Linked DNA regions of Mus musculus: region 2 is linked to region 1. A link is a contact called in public Hi-C data. All regions are on one chromosome and are shown on one strand. The core of a region is the stretch at or near the end of the contact, and the rest is flanking DNA. Distances in the headings are between cores, read along the strand shown.

The links. A called contact is a pair of places that touch in the nucleus more often than the background predicts.
Region 2: a contact with region 1 is called in a Hi-C map of B cells, with 5 read pairs. The contact joins the promoter of Ccdc66 here to the promoter of Rps24 in region 1. A contact is called at or near these places in 1 of 39 promoter capture datasets (pre-B cells) and 1 of 484 Hi-C or Micro-C datasets (B cells).

Annotation. Positions count from the first base shown.
Region 1 is chr14:24,486,770-24,493,850 of GRCm38.p6, forward strand. It overlaps Rps24 (ribosomal protein S24), which reads left to right and starts at 3,909. Exons shown (of 6, transcript NM_011297.3): 1 at 3,909-3,989; 2 at 4,981-5,046; 3 at 5,138-5,347; 4 at 6,614-6,724. The coding sequence starts at 3,987. Polr3a (polymerase (RNA) III (DNA directed) polypeptide A) reads right to left here and starts at 289. Exons shown (of 31, transcript NM_001081247.2): 1 at 104-289. The coding sequence starts at 147.
Region 2 is chr14:27,505,968-27,513,246 of GRCm38.p6, forward strand. It overlaps Ccdc66 (coiled-coil domain containing 66), which reads right to left and starts at 2,493. Exons shown (of 18, transcript NM_177111.3): 1 at 2,455-2,493; 2 at 684-748. The coding sequence starts at 2,465.

The DNA.
Region 1 (7,081 bases), core at 2,659-5,158:
ACTTTTTTCTTCGCTCCCTTAACAACTGTCCCTCTCCTGGGACACTCTGGGACCCGGGACCTCAGCCTCCACCTCACCCCCACCCCTTCGGGGGCGTCCTTACATTTTCTTAGCCACATCCGTCTCGCGGAACTGCTCCTTCACCATGGTGCCGGCTGGCCGGACGCCCTTCTCGGAGCTGCGACTACAAAAACCACTGTCGCCGCACCTTCCCGGGGTGCTTAGGTATTTAGGAGTAAGGAAGCTGCAGCAGCCTCCCCGGCCACCGTAGAGCGCCGCACGTGCCGCTTCCTCTTCCGCCGCCGGACTTTATGAAGAGAGGCTTGGCAGACGCTGCTTTGAGCCCTCCTTCTAGATCGCCATCTAGCGGCTCCTTCACGAAAATGCACCTAGGCCGCGCAGATCAGTGGGGGAAAATGGCTTTTTCAGGTGGGTTTCTCAAAACAGCAGAAGAGGCCGGGCGTGGTGGCGCACGCCTTTAATCCCGGCACTTGGGAGGCAGAGGCAGGCGGATTTCTGAGCTCGAGGCCAGCCTGGTCTACAGAGCGAGTTCCAGGACAGCCAGGGCTACACAGAGAAACCCTGTCTCAAAAACAAAAACAAAAACAAAAAAACAGCAGAAGAGACGGATGGACCGCTTTTTTTGTTTGTTTTTTTTTTTTGTTTTTTGTTTTTTGTTTTTTGTTTTTTTGTTTTTTTGTTTTTTTGTTTTTCAAGGCAGGGTTTCTCTGTGCAGCCCTGGCTGTCCTGGAACTCGCTCTGTAGACCAGGCTGGCCTCAAACTCAGAAATCTGCCTGCCTCTGCCTCCCGAGTGCTGGGATTAAAGGCATGCGCCACCACGCCCCGCAGTTTTGTTTTTTTTTTTTTAAATCTCAAGGTCAAAAAGTTACATCAAATAGAAAAAAAAATCAAACAAGGACCGGCGCGCGCGTGTGTGTGTGTGTGTGTGTGTGTGTGTGTGTTGTTGTTGTTGTTGTTGTTTCCTGAGAAAGGCTCTCCATATATAGTCCCGACGGGTACTGAATTTGCCATCCTGTCTCCATACTCTCAGTGCTCAGTTACATCCCACCTGGTATAAATAAGTAAATTTACATATCTATTTACATACTTGTGTACAAACATATATACAAACACATATAAACACGCTTATTCTTACACAGCATATGTAATATATATGTATGGTTCGTTTTGAATTGTGTGTTTTGTAAATAGATGCAACAAAAACCCACCCAACCCTTCAGCTCTCCAAGGAGAGAAAGAACGGTCTATTAAAAACTGCCAGAAGCCGGGCGTGGTGGCGCACGCCTTTAATTCCAGCACTCGGGAGGCAGAGGCAGGTGGATTTCTGAGTTCGAGGCCAGCCTGGTCTACAGAGTGAGTTCCAGGACAGCCAGGGCTACACAGAGAAACCCTGTCTCAAAAACAAAACAAAACAAAACAAAACAAAACCAACTGCCAGGCCACCACTAAGAACAGTAGAAGACAGCTCCCAGCAGCAAAGCCTTGCTAGGTTTTAGGGACTTATATGGCTGGAGTGGGGCCAGCTCAGAAAATCCCGGTGGTTAGCATGAGAACTCTGTTGGGCAGGGAGGAGACTGACAGATACAGCCAGGAGCCTTCAGCCAGCTGTTAAGGGCTTCTGAGAAATGCTTTAAGTCTGTTTCCTAGCAAGGTCTGGTGGGGTCCAGACCATCACTTTAAAATAGTGCCGTCAGCACTGCCGTTTGGGGGCCTGCTTTGGGGACTTAACATACTTGTGTGTGTTTGTGTGTGTGCAGGCAGAAGTGCAGGTTGGTCTCCTCTGCACACTAAGCCCTGTACTCGGGTATTTCCCTTGGAATAATGCTGTTAATTCATGTTTGCTCCACTTTATGCAAAGCATTAACTTCTGGTTCAGGCAATATTAAAAGCTTATTTTGTGTCAGATCAGAGATTCACACACATACAAAAAAAAACCCAAAATATATTTTGAGATAGGTTCTCTCTATGTAACCCTAGTTGGTATGTTGGTGCTTGCTTTGTAGCCCAGGATAGCCTCAAGTTCTTGGCTAATCCTCTTATTTAACTTCACAGATTGGTGTGGTCATTCATAGGTGTATGCCACCACAGCTGGTTCAAATAGATAGTTTCTTTCTTTTTTTTTTTTTTCTCCATCCAGAGCTGGGCATTGAACTCAGAGCCATTGCATACTGAACAATGTAGATTGTACCCAGAGCCTTTGCATATTAGACAGTGTTCCGCCACTGAGTGGACCTACATCCTCAGTTCTTTTAAAATTTTAACTGGAGCCAGGATCCAGCCATGTCATCCAGGCTGGCTGGATAAAAACCAGTCTTTTAAAAACTCACAAGTTTTTAAAAGACTCTCAGAAAGTCTCAAAGCCAAAAGAGCCACAATCCTCCCTTCCAATCCAATAAACTGCTAGGTGTGGTGCCCCACTTGGGAGGTGAAGGCAGAAAGATCAGGAATTCAGGATCATTCTTGGCAATGCAATGGATTTTTCAAGACCTTGCATGGGCTTCGAAGGTCTGGTTTTAAAGAACCTAAAGCCTCACACACGAAAAACCTTATGAAAAAGTCACTAGCAACTCGTGGTGTCACGTCAATGCAATAGGGGTGAGTAGTTAAGGTTTCTGCTATTTCCCTGGTGTAAAGCAGGGATGCTGACTGAAAGGCCTTTTTTTTCTCATTAATTAATTTATTTACTTTACGCCCTGATCAAAGCCCCCACCCCACCCCGACCCCAATGGCTTTCTTAAATGCCTTCAAGATGAACTTTTTTGGAGACAAGTTTTACTTTATTTTATTCTTTTTTTTTTTTTGGTTTCTCGAGACAGGGTTTCTCTGTGTAGTCCTGGCTGTCCTGGAACTCACTTTGTAGGCCAGGCTGGCCTCAAACTCAGAAATCCACCTGCCTCTGCCTCCCGAGTGCTGGGATTAAAGGCATGTGCCACCACGCCCGCCCGGCACTTTATTTTATTCTTGAGTCAGCGTCTCACTGTGCAACCCTGATTGACCCAAAACTCTTTGTAGGCCTCAAACTCAGAGATCTGCCTTCCTCTACCTCTTAGGCCCTGCTTAGTGGAAACAATTTAAACCAACTACCTGCCTCTAAGATTTAAACTAGTGGTTCTTAGCCTTGCTAACGCTGCGGCCTCTTACTACAGTTCCTCATATTGTGTTAACTCTTGACTATAAAATTATTCCTGCCGGGCAGTGGTGGCGCACGCCTTTAATCCCAGCACTTGGGAGGCAAAGGCAGGCGGATTTCTGAGTTCAAGGCCAGCCTGGTCTACAGAGTGAGTTCCAGGACAGCACAGAGAAACCCTGTCTCAAAAAACCCAAAAATAAATAAATAAATACTTAAAAAATAAAATTATTCTCGTTGCTACTTAATTGTAATTACTTAATTGTAATTAATTTGCTGTGATTTTGACTTGTAATGTAAATATCTGTTTCCTGATGGTTTTGGGCAACCCTTGCAAAAGGGTCGTGACCCTTTGGCTGAGAACCGCCGATTTAAACAAATGACATTGAAAGCGAACTTTACTGGGTGAAGTAGCGCACATTTCTCAAATCCAACGTGCCTGGGAGGCAGAAGCAGGCCGTTCTCTTGAATTCGAGGTCAGCGTGATCTACAGCGATAGTTTCAGGGCAGCCAGGGCTATATAGTGAACTCCTGTTTCAGAAAACAACAAAATACAAATGCAGGACGGAAAAGAAGGGAATGGGAAATATACACGCGATTGTGTAACCATACATCAATTTGAGTGGATCCAATTCAGGCCAGCCAGAGCCCAGGTCTGGGGCGTGGCTAAGGGCTAGCGAGGCGTGGCTTCAAGTACTTTCGGTCAGGCATTGCTGTAGTCTACCCCAAGGCCTTAGCCACGCCCCCGCGCTGGGGTCCTTCCTTGCGCGTTGATATGATTGGTCGGCAGTGAGCGGTCCTCTTTTCCTCCTCTCCAGCTCCGGCGCCGTAGCCATCATGGTGAGTCTCCTCGGGCTCTCAGCACTATCCGTCGCTTATCCGCGCCATCCCTGCCTGTTCGGGGACCCCACTAGAGCTGCAGCCATCCGGGGCCCACTTACTCTGCTCCGGCCTGCCTCACGGAGGCCGGTCGCCCGGGGTCGCCGAGTCGCGGCTGTCCGGCACCGCCGTCCGGAACACGCCGGGCTTTGGGCTCCCGGGCCTCGGCTATGGAAACCCCTGTGGAGCTTCAGGGGCACGAGTGAGGCGGGCGCTGGCGGGCCAAGGTGACGAAGGCGCCTCCGGCTCTTGGGCCAGCGGACTGAGCGGTGGAGCAGAACTTGGGTGCCTCGGGGACCGCCAAAAAGTGGCCTTGTCCACTTCTCTGAGGCGGAGGACTGAGCCTTCCGCCACGCGCGGGCTGTTCTTTGACTCGTGCATGGTGCTATCGAGGTGACTTAATCCCGATTCCTCGAGTCGAGCTCGGAAGGCAAGCAGCCATGTGCAAGCTGCCGATTTGAGTTGATCTCTGCTAATTTTCGTGTCTGTTTAAGCTCGCTGAATGCCAGCTACTGCGGTACTTACTCTAATTAGGGAAGAAGTTGGCGAAGTCCTGTGTCTGGGTAGCCACTGAGAGATGCTGGGAACCACTGAGACTTCTCTCTCCAAGCACTAGAGGCATTGGTTGCAGCATGTAGAGAGTCCTGGTGGTGTCCAGTGTCAGGTGATCAGGGATTCTCAAATCAATATGTGAGATCACAAAATCAGTAGTACTTCAAATGATAGCCATAATCTAAAGTGAAGTTTGGATGACGTGAGAGAAAATGAGTTGTTTTATGGTAGTTTATGAGGCGCTGTCGCCTGCTTTGGGGCTTTTTTGCCTTTTCTTTCCTTTATAGCTTGTCCCCAATTCCTGCCTCTTTCTAGACTGCATTGCTAGTAATTGCTGAAAGGCCAGAGCAAAGGCAAGACGAGATTTTTAACATCTTACTGACTTGTGTGTTACCTGCAGAATGACACAGTAACCATCCGGACCAGGAAGTTCATGACCAACCGTCTGCTTCAGAGGAAACAGATGGTAAGGATCAGAGTCAAAATGTGGTCTTTGTGTCTGCTTTTGAAGATGTAGTTAACTTGTAAGGAGTACTGACTCTTACACCTCTTTATAGGTCATTGATGTCCTTCATCCTGGGAAGGCAACAGTACCAAAGACAGAAATTCGGGAAAAGCTGGCCAAAATGTACAAAACCACACCAGATGTCATCTTTGTATTTGGATTCAGAACCCACTTCGGTGGTGGCAAGACCACTGGCTTTGGCATGATCTATGATTCTTTAGATTATGCAAAGAAGAATGAGCCTAAACACAGACTGGCAAGAGTAGGTATCTTATTCTTTAATGGATACATGCCTGTAATCCCAGCCTGGACTGAGTTAGGATGGCAAGTTAGATTTTGTTTTCCAGTGTATATTGGGATACAATAAGCAGTTTGGGCCAAACTTGTGGTGTTCTACCTACCCACTAGCCCATCTCCATGCAGTTTCTCTGGCCTTCTGAACTGGAACTTAGCAGTCTTTACTGGGCTTTCTATTTCTAAGTAGTGGAATTGCAGGTGTGCACTGCCATACCTCACTGTTTTGTATGAGCCGTGCTGCCGTCCATGCCTAGGAAAAGTTGGTATCATTTAATGGGAAAGTTACCATATACAATATACAATGCACACATGGTACCTTTAAAAATGTACAAACTTCATGTAGTCCAAAATGGGTAACAAGCTTGGTTGATGGTCAGGATGCACCTGGCTGGCTTATTTCATTCTTTTAGGTGACTTCTCACTGTCGCCCAGGCTGACCTCCTCTGTCTCCAGCGTGGTGAGATTACAGGCATGGGTTGCCCACCCTGAGTTATTTTCTTGTTTGTTTCATTGGGTTGTTTATTTGAGGCATGGCCTTTAGCACAGGCTAGCCACAAACTGGGAGTTACTTTACCCAGTTTCATGAGTTCTTTAGTCCATTTACTCCTTGGTATGATGAATTCTCTACTATAACAGTTGGACATGAGGACTTCCTGAAGTTTTTTTTTTTTTTTTTTTGAGATAGGGTGTTGCCCTAGCTGGCTTCAAATCACAGGGATTATCCTGCCTGTCTCCCAGCTCTGGGATTAGAGGCATGTGCCACCACACCTGGCTAGGTATCTTAAAAAAAAGTGGTGCTTTGGGAATCTTGCTGAGAGCCTTGTGAAGATTCTGTCTAGAATGCCAAGAACAGATGAGTGGGTTAGGATCCGAGGTGGGGGTGGGGTGGTAGGGTTCTTAGTAAAAGTGTTCCTTCCTTCACTGGAGAAATAGAAATTGAAAGACAAGATGCTGAGCAGTGTTGTGGCAGGGTTTTTGGGTTTTTTGTTTGTTTGTTTGTTTTTTGTTTGTTTGTTTGTTTTTTGGTTTTTTTTGTGTAGCCCTGGCTGTCCTGGAACTCACTCTGTAGACCAGGCTGGCCTCGAAGTCAGAAATCCGTCTGCCTCTGCCTCCCAAGTGCTGGGATTAAAGGCGTACGCCACCACGCCTGGCTGTTGTGGCAGCTTTAAAAGGTTGAGCTGGTATCAGAGTGGTGAGGAAGGATTCCATTAAATGCACTCTTCTCTCATAGCATGGCCTTTATGAGAAGAAAAAGACCTCCCGAAAACAGCGAAAGGAACGCAAGAACAGAATGAAGAAGGTCAGGGGCACGGCGAAGGCCAATGTTGGTGCTGGCAAAAAGGTATGGTTCATGGCTGCTGCAGAAATGTCATTAGTTGTTAAGCTTAATATTTTCTGTGAGAAGGGGCTTTCTTTTCTAAATAATCTGTTTTGGTGTTTTTCTTTCCCCTCTTCTGGATTGCAGAAGGTAACGTTTTGAGAAGCTCTGTAGTGTGGTAGTATCATAGAGTAGATTGGCCCACCTCTTCTGCTCGTAGACTAGCACACTCCAACATAAGGCCACATTGATCCAGCGATCCTAGTGGCTGCTTTTAAGGCCTGATTGTTGTAGAAATTTTCTTGTTAGTTGACACAGTCCCCTCGAGGGAGAGCAGGTCATGCTCCCTGGGACTGCCTTTTTTTTTTTTTTTACATGGGC
Region 2 (7,279 bases), core at 1,243-3,742, 3.0 Mb after region 1:
AAAAGACTTTAGCAACTGTAGTTGTACTATATAAATTTAACTTTCTCACACAACATAATTATCTGAACTCAGGGCTGACGAGATGGCTCAGTGGGTAAGAGCACTGACTGATCTTAAGAAGGTCCTGAGTTCAAATCCCAGCAACCACATGGTGGCTCACAACCACCCGTAATGATATCTGCCGCCCTCTTCTGGTGCGTCTGAAGACAGCTACAGTGTACTTATGTATAATAATAAAACTTTGGGCTGGAGCAAGCAGGGACTGAGCGAGTGGAACTGACCAACCAGAGTGAGCGGGGCTGACTGGAGCGAGCAGAGGTCCTAAAATTCAATTCCCAATAACCACATGAAGGCTCATAACCATCTGTACAGCTACAGTATACTCACATGCATAAAATAAATAAATAAATCTTTAAGAATTATCTGAACTCTACCTGTATTACTTATTAGGCAACAAGGTATGGTAACACCAAAAACATTACACATGAAATATATTTTATGAACCAACATAGACAATAGTGATCACTGTCACAATCTGACTTTACTTGGATAAATATCAATTTGTAGACATTAAAAAGAGGCTTTTTCCAAGTGTCATTTAACTATACAAGCAAAACAAACATCTATTAAACTACCACATAGTCTACATACAAACATTTTCGACGTCCAAAAACACAGCATACCATATGGGGACAGTATTAACTTGGTTTTTCCATCCAGTAATTCAGTTTCAAGCTTTAAACCATCTCTGCAATATAAAAGAAAATTGTTTTGACAAGTTTAATTTAACAACTTTCACTAAATAGCAGCCAGGGATATTTATATGAACCTTGAAAGTAAACCTATACCTTTGAATGTATACAGGAATCACATGACCATCAAAGCAGGGGTTTTGGTTGGTTGTTTCTTTTAATTCACATAGCCCAAGCTGCCCTCAAACTCACTATGTATGTAGACCAGGCTGGTTGACCAGGCTGGCTTTGAATTCCTGATTCACCTGCCTGAACCTCCCTCAAAGTAGTCTTTAAATTTTAAAATATTGTTTTCAAGGCTGGAGAGACAGCTCAGCAGTGAGGAGCACTGTCTATTCTTGGCAAGCAGAACCAACATTGCAGTTAACAAGTGTCTGTAAAGGCCCCTCGGGTCACCAAGGGCACCAGCACAAGTGGCCCACAGACTTACATGCAGGCACGATACCCATTCACATAAAATTAAAATAAGTATTTAAAAAGTATGTGTATATATGTGTTCATACATACACATTTTTTTTAACCTAAGAGGGAAAAAAATACAAAAGACTTTCTTACAACTTTTCAGTGAGGCCAGCATGTGTCATGTTTAACCTGAAACCTGGTTTTTGTTACTGGTAAGAAATAAAGCAACCCAGTTATTGCAGCATCCTTTAACCTGCAGCTCTATACCAAAAGTCCCATGCTGCTACCAGAACTCCTTAGCCAGGTACAAGACATAGATAAGCTATTTATGCGTTTTTTGTTTTGTTTTGTTTTTAACAATTTCATGACTGACAGATTCCAAGGAGGAATAGACGCGACTGAAAGATGGCTAAAATGGTCACCAATGTGACGGCTGCTTAAATACAGAATTCCACACAACTTGGACTATTTCATATACTACACGATTGCTTTAGTGACTCTATTACTATCTTAATAAATAAACAATAAACTTTGGCTAATATGACACTTTACATGTCAAAAGCGCCACCATAAAGAAACGGTAAACACTACCAGCAAAACTTACGTTGTCTATTAAAGTCAACAAAATTCTGATGGGATTCTACACACAGTATTACACAGTCTTACGGGGGTGGGGTGGGAACGGGGTGGGCGTTATGTGTCTATGAACAGTAATGACGACAACGTCAAAGAGAAAATACCAAACCAAGAAATTAAGGGCGAGCAGGTTGACTAGCAACTTTAAACTCAGAGTTGCTTTGGTAGCGAGAATCAAAGTGCCTGCGTTTGTAAAAGGAAACAATCTGGGAGATATAGGTTGTCAGAGGCCACCCCGTTGCAGGACTACAAACAGCTCATGGGTACGTTAGAAGGCAACCTCTTGAATGAATCTGAAGTTGCTAAGTCTCTATACTACCGCCCCGCAAGCTTACGGGGCAGGCTGCCTCATTGATTTCTAAACTCCCAGAAGAGAACCTAACATTCAGCTTCTGGATGCGCGGTTACGTCTAGGTCTGGTGGCTGGTTTTCCTAAAACGATGAACTTCTGAAGATGAAGACCGCACCCCAGACTCGGTCCAGCCCCAGCTGAGGATGCTCCAGCTCAGTACGGGGCAGCCGTAGCTCCCCGAGCATCTCGCCCTCTGGGGCGCCATCTCCCCTCCGGGGCGCTCCAACACCACGGTCCGCGCTGGACCCGGAACCCCGCCCGCCGCCACGCGCCGGCTGAAAGTTACAGCCCAGCGAGTCCCCGCCGGCTTACCCCAGGTTCATGGCCCCGCCGCCCACCCGCAGCTCGCTCAGGTCACTTGTGTACCCAGCTTGCTGCCGCTGCTCAACAAACGCTATGCTGATTGGTTGCCGGGGGCCAGCCGAGCCAATCACAGTGGGACATGCTGGCGGGTCCGTTCGTTGATGCCGGCCTCCCCGGACTCTAGATCCCTCTCCGGGGGCGTCTGCGGTTTCTTCGTGATCACCGCCAACCTTGGGGAGCCGCCTTGGCTCTAATGGAGGTTTCCAAATAGGCAGAAACAACAGATGTAACCATTCTCTTTTATATTTGGAGGAGAGGTTTATTTAGTTGAAGGACTTGTGACGCCTAGGACACAGAGTATATGTCTCTGTCTCTTCGTGCTTCCCACACCTTACAGGCTGAAGTTCTTTAAATACTGCAGCAACAGTCACAGTGTGGACCAAACTCGTATATCCGTCGTTAGCAGTGCTATCTCTGAGGCACGAAGAGGCAAAAGGACTTGCCTGGGTCACTGACCACTTAACAATTATACTACAGATCTTATATCTAATGTGAATATGTGTATAACCCCAGCTGACGCTTTTAGACTCAGCCCAAAATTCCACTTGTTGCTCTTCCAGAGAATCCCAGTACTCACGTCAGGGGGCTAAGCCTCCTGCAGCTATATCAATCCTGGTGTCAGACTGGAGTCGGGGAGGGCGCACCCTCGGCAGCCTGTTTCAGAGTGAGTTCCAAGACACCACCATCCCTACCCCCATCCCCACCCCCACTAATCCCCACATAAAAATAAACAAATGTCACTTCCATAAAGAAGCTGCTGAGGGTAAAGTGTAAGAAGGCAATGTCAGCCGGGCGTGGTGGCGCACACCTCTAATCCCAGCACTCAGGAAGCAGAGGCAGGCAGATTTCTGAGTTCGAGGCCAGCCTGGTCTAAAAGTGAGTTCCAGGACAGCCAGAGCTATACAGAGAAACCCTGTCTCAAAAGAACCAAATAAATAAATTATTATTATTATTAGTAATAATAATAATAATAAAAGAAGGCAATGTCTACCTCCCTCCTCCTAGGATCCCAATAGTAGAGACATTATTAGGGTCACTTCCGGAGCATGCAGGAGGGTTTTCAGGAGTTTGGGCAATCCGAAAGTAAATGTAAAGTCTGCACTTAGCAAGGCTGGCGACAAGCTCAAGCTCACGGCTGGATGTGATAGCTGGGCATCTGCTCCCCTTGAGTTCCCAGAGCCCACGTGTCATTACAGCAGTATTGGATTTGGTTGGCTGAGAGGGATGCTCAGGAGGGAGTCCCACGAACCTCCCTATCCAGTCCTGCTATCAGGGAGTGCTATCTTATGCAGACAGGCCCATTTAAGCATCCTGAAGATGGTGGTAGCTGGGCTTGGAGGATAGTCTAGTCCTATGCAACAGAAATCCTCAAAGACTGGGCAATTCCCCATCATGCCACACACACCGTTGGAATCCTGTACCAAAGTGAGTGTCAGAGAAACAGTTGATGTCTGGTACACTTCTGTAACCACAGCTGCTGCCACTTAGGAGACAGAGGCTGGGGGTCCTCCATAGTGTGAGGCCAGCCTAGGCTATACAGGTGTGGTGGCTATTCCTAGTTGTCAACTTCTGGAATGAACTACAGTTCAGAAATGGAGGGCACACCTGTGATCCAGATCATGAGGCTAGAAGACACGGGTTTCTGACTCAGATCTTGACTTGGGATGACACATACTTTTGATCCAGATCTTGAGGCATAGCGGCCATGAAAAGCTTAGGCCCAGTTAAGGTAGTATATGCCTTTAATCCCAGAAGAATGAGGCAAGCATATCATTGAGTTCAAGGTCAGCCTGGGACAGAGCAAGTTCCAGATCCAGTTGTGGTGGCACACACCTTTAATTTGGGCCACACTTTCTGCTGGAGGCCTACATAAGGGCATTGGAAGAAGGAAGGCTTAGTTCTTTGCCTGCTTGCACATCTGTTGGAAACTACTTCTTCAGGATCCCAGCTTATACAGACCAGCTGAAACAACTAGCCTCGTGGGACTGAGCAACTACTAGATTCTTGGACTTCCTATTTACAGCTGCCTATTGTTGGGTTAGTTGGACTGCAGACTATAACTCATTACAATAAATTCTCTTCATATATAGAGACATTCCAAAAGTTCTACAGACGCTAGAGAACCCTGACTAATATTATTCTTTAGAAAGCCAAACAGGTTTGGAAAGCAGGCTTGGAAACACATACCTGCACTTAGGAGTCTAAGACAGAAGACCAAAGAGTTCAAGGCTAGCTTCTCCTACATGTGACCCTGTTTCAAAATGGTTTAGAAAAGATAAAAACAACAAAGGGGGGGGGGGAGGAAGAATACACTTGTACATTTGACCATGCTGTTAATGTTTAGCTGTCTGTGGTGGTGCGTGTCTTTAACCCCAGCAGGGTTAAGGCAGGGGGATTCTGTGAGTTCAAGGCTACCATGATCTAAATAGTGAATTCCAGGTCAGCAAGAGCTACATAAAAAGCCTATGTGTTATATATAAAATAAATAAATAAATAAAAGGGCTAGAGTCGGCAGGTTAATAGACATTTTCTGGGAGGTAGAGTAGTGTGAATTTGAAAGTCTTACCTTTTTCTTTGAGTTAGTGTGGCATGTATACATGCAAGGTGTGAGTTCTCATGTGTGCTCGAGTGGGTGCACACACACATGTGCGAGGCCACAGGTGGATGGAGACTGGGGTTTTCTTCCCTATTTCTCTCCCTTTGTATATTGAAGGCTTTCTCACGTGGAGCCCAGAGTTTGCTAACTCAGCTGGTTTATCTAGCCAGCTCGCCCTACCCCATCTCTGCTGTGGGGGTCTCAGCAAATACCAGGGCCAGCAAAATGTCTGTTTGCAGGAGGCAAGGCAAAAGCTCAGTTCAACTCAACTCAGTAGCCAGTGTTGGTTCCAGTTTTGACAGCCTGGCTCCGAGTGGCTTTTTTCAGGCATATTTAAAGCCAGCACAATGTGGAAAACTTTTTTCTGGTGATAAATAACTCAACGCAGTATGTACAACAAAACTTGACAAGATTTCATCTAAACTCTTGTAAAGTGCACGTAACATCCTCCATATGGATAGGTTCTATTGATTAACTAAGGAAGCAGGCTCAAGGGAAACAGCACTCATAGGGACCTGGGGGGGGGGGGAGGAGAATTACTGTAGAGTAACTGAGATAGAGATAAACGTAAGAGATTGGGGAAGCTGATGTAGCCTGGCCACGCAGAAAGCACAGAGGTCACAGGGCTATCAACCATGGCCATTTTCAACCTTCTGGGCAGAAAGTGGGTTACACATCTCTTCTTTTGAAGGGACTACCATGTGTGTCTAACATTCCTGCTTTCCCTAGTGAATATCTATGAGCAAAAGGCCCTTGTGTCTCCTACACTCTGCTTACCTAGAATAGATATTACTGGTGGGACTCCAGACCCACACATGAAGATGAACTTCAGTCCTACCTGTTGCGGGGAGGGGGTTGGGGGGTTGAGGGGGGAATGAATGTAGAACCGGCATGCTTTCTCGCTTGTGCCTCTTTGCCCTGGCAGCCTGGCCAACCATGCATTGGTGGGCAATGGCTGACCTGTTTTTATCTTGAGGAGACTCTGACTCAGAACTCCTCAATCTCCCCACCCAGCTCATTAGGTTCCCACTGGCAAGTCACTACCACGCCAATCCCATGCTTCAAATCCCCCACGACCTTTGTGGAGCACCTCAAGACCTCTGGCAAGTCCACGCTTGGCCACTGTATCTCTCTCTCTCTCTCTCTCTCTCTCTCTCTCTCTCTCTCTCTCTCCCCCTCTCTCTTTTGGTTTTTCGAGACAGGGTTTCTCTGTGTAGCCCTGGCTGTCCTGGAACTCACTTTGTAGACCAGGCTGGCCTTGAATTCAGAAATCTGCCTTCCTCTGCCTCCCAAGTGCTGCCTGGCTAATGTTCGATTCTTGATTGGCTTTTTTTTTTTTTTTCCAAAACAATATTCTCAGGGGGCTAGAAAGATGACTCAGTAGGAAAAGTGTTTGCTGCCTAAATGTTAGGTAGGGGTTGAGGATGGCTCTGTGCTGCTTGCTCTCCCAGGAGAGGTTATCTGGAATGAGGAATGAGTCACATATTCAGGTGGCTTCCTGTGAATCAATCCCCTAATGAATAAAGGAGCCAATCACTGGGCAAGTAGGTGGGACTTCCAGGTTGGATGGAGGAAGAGAGGAAGCAGGAGAGAGTTAGGTCCTTTTTGGAACAAAACAGCAGAGGGTACGATGTAACTGCTAGAGTTTCCCAGTATCTTGTTGGATCCCCAAGGATTCGCCACCAGAGGAATCAGATTTTAATTTAAAATAAGAAAGAAAGAAAGAAAGAAAGAAAAGAAAAGAAAAGAAAAGAAAAGAAAAGAAAAGAAAGAATTGAACATTATAATCTCTTCTTTTGTCCTCTCTTTGTTTCCCTCTTTCTTTTTTCTTTCTTTCTTCCTCTCCCTTTCTTTCTTTCTTTCTTTCTTTCTTTCTTTCTTTCTTTCTTTCTTTCTTTCTTTCTTTCTTCCTCTCTCTCTCCTGCTTGCTTGTTTTCTTTTCCTTTCTCTCTCTCTCTCTCTCTCTCTCTCTCTCTCTTTCTTTCTTCCTTTCTTTCTTTTTTCTTTCTGTTTCTCTCTCTTTCTTCCTTTCTCTTTCTCTTTTTCTTTTTGATTTATCTAATTATTTTACGTTTGTATTTTGCCTGCATGTACATTTGTGCACCACATGTGTACCTGGTTGCCATGAAGATGAGGAGAGGGTGTCAGATCCCTTGGGACTGGAGTTTCAAGAGGTTG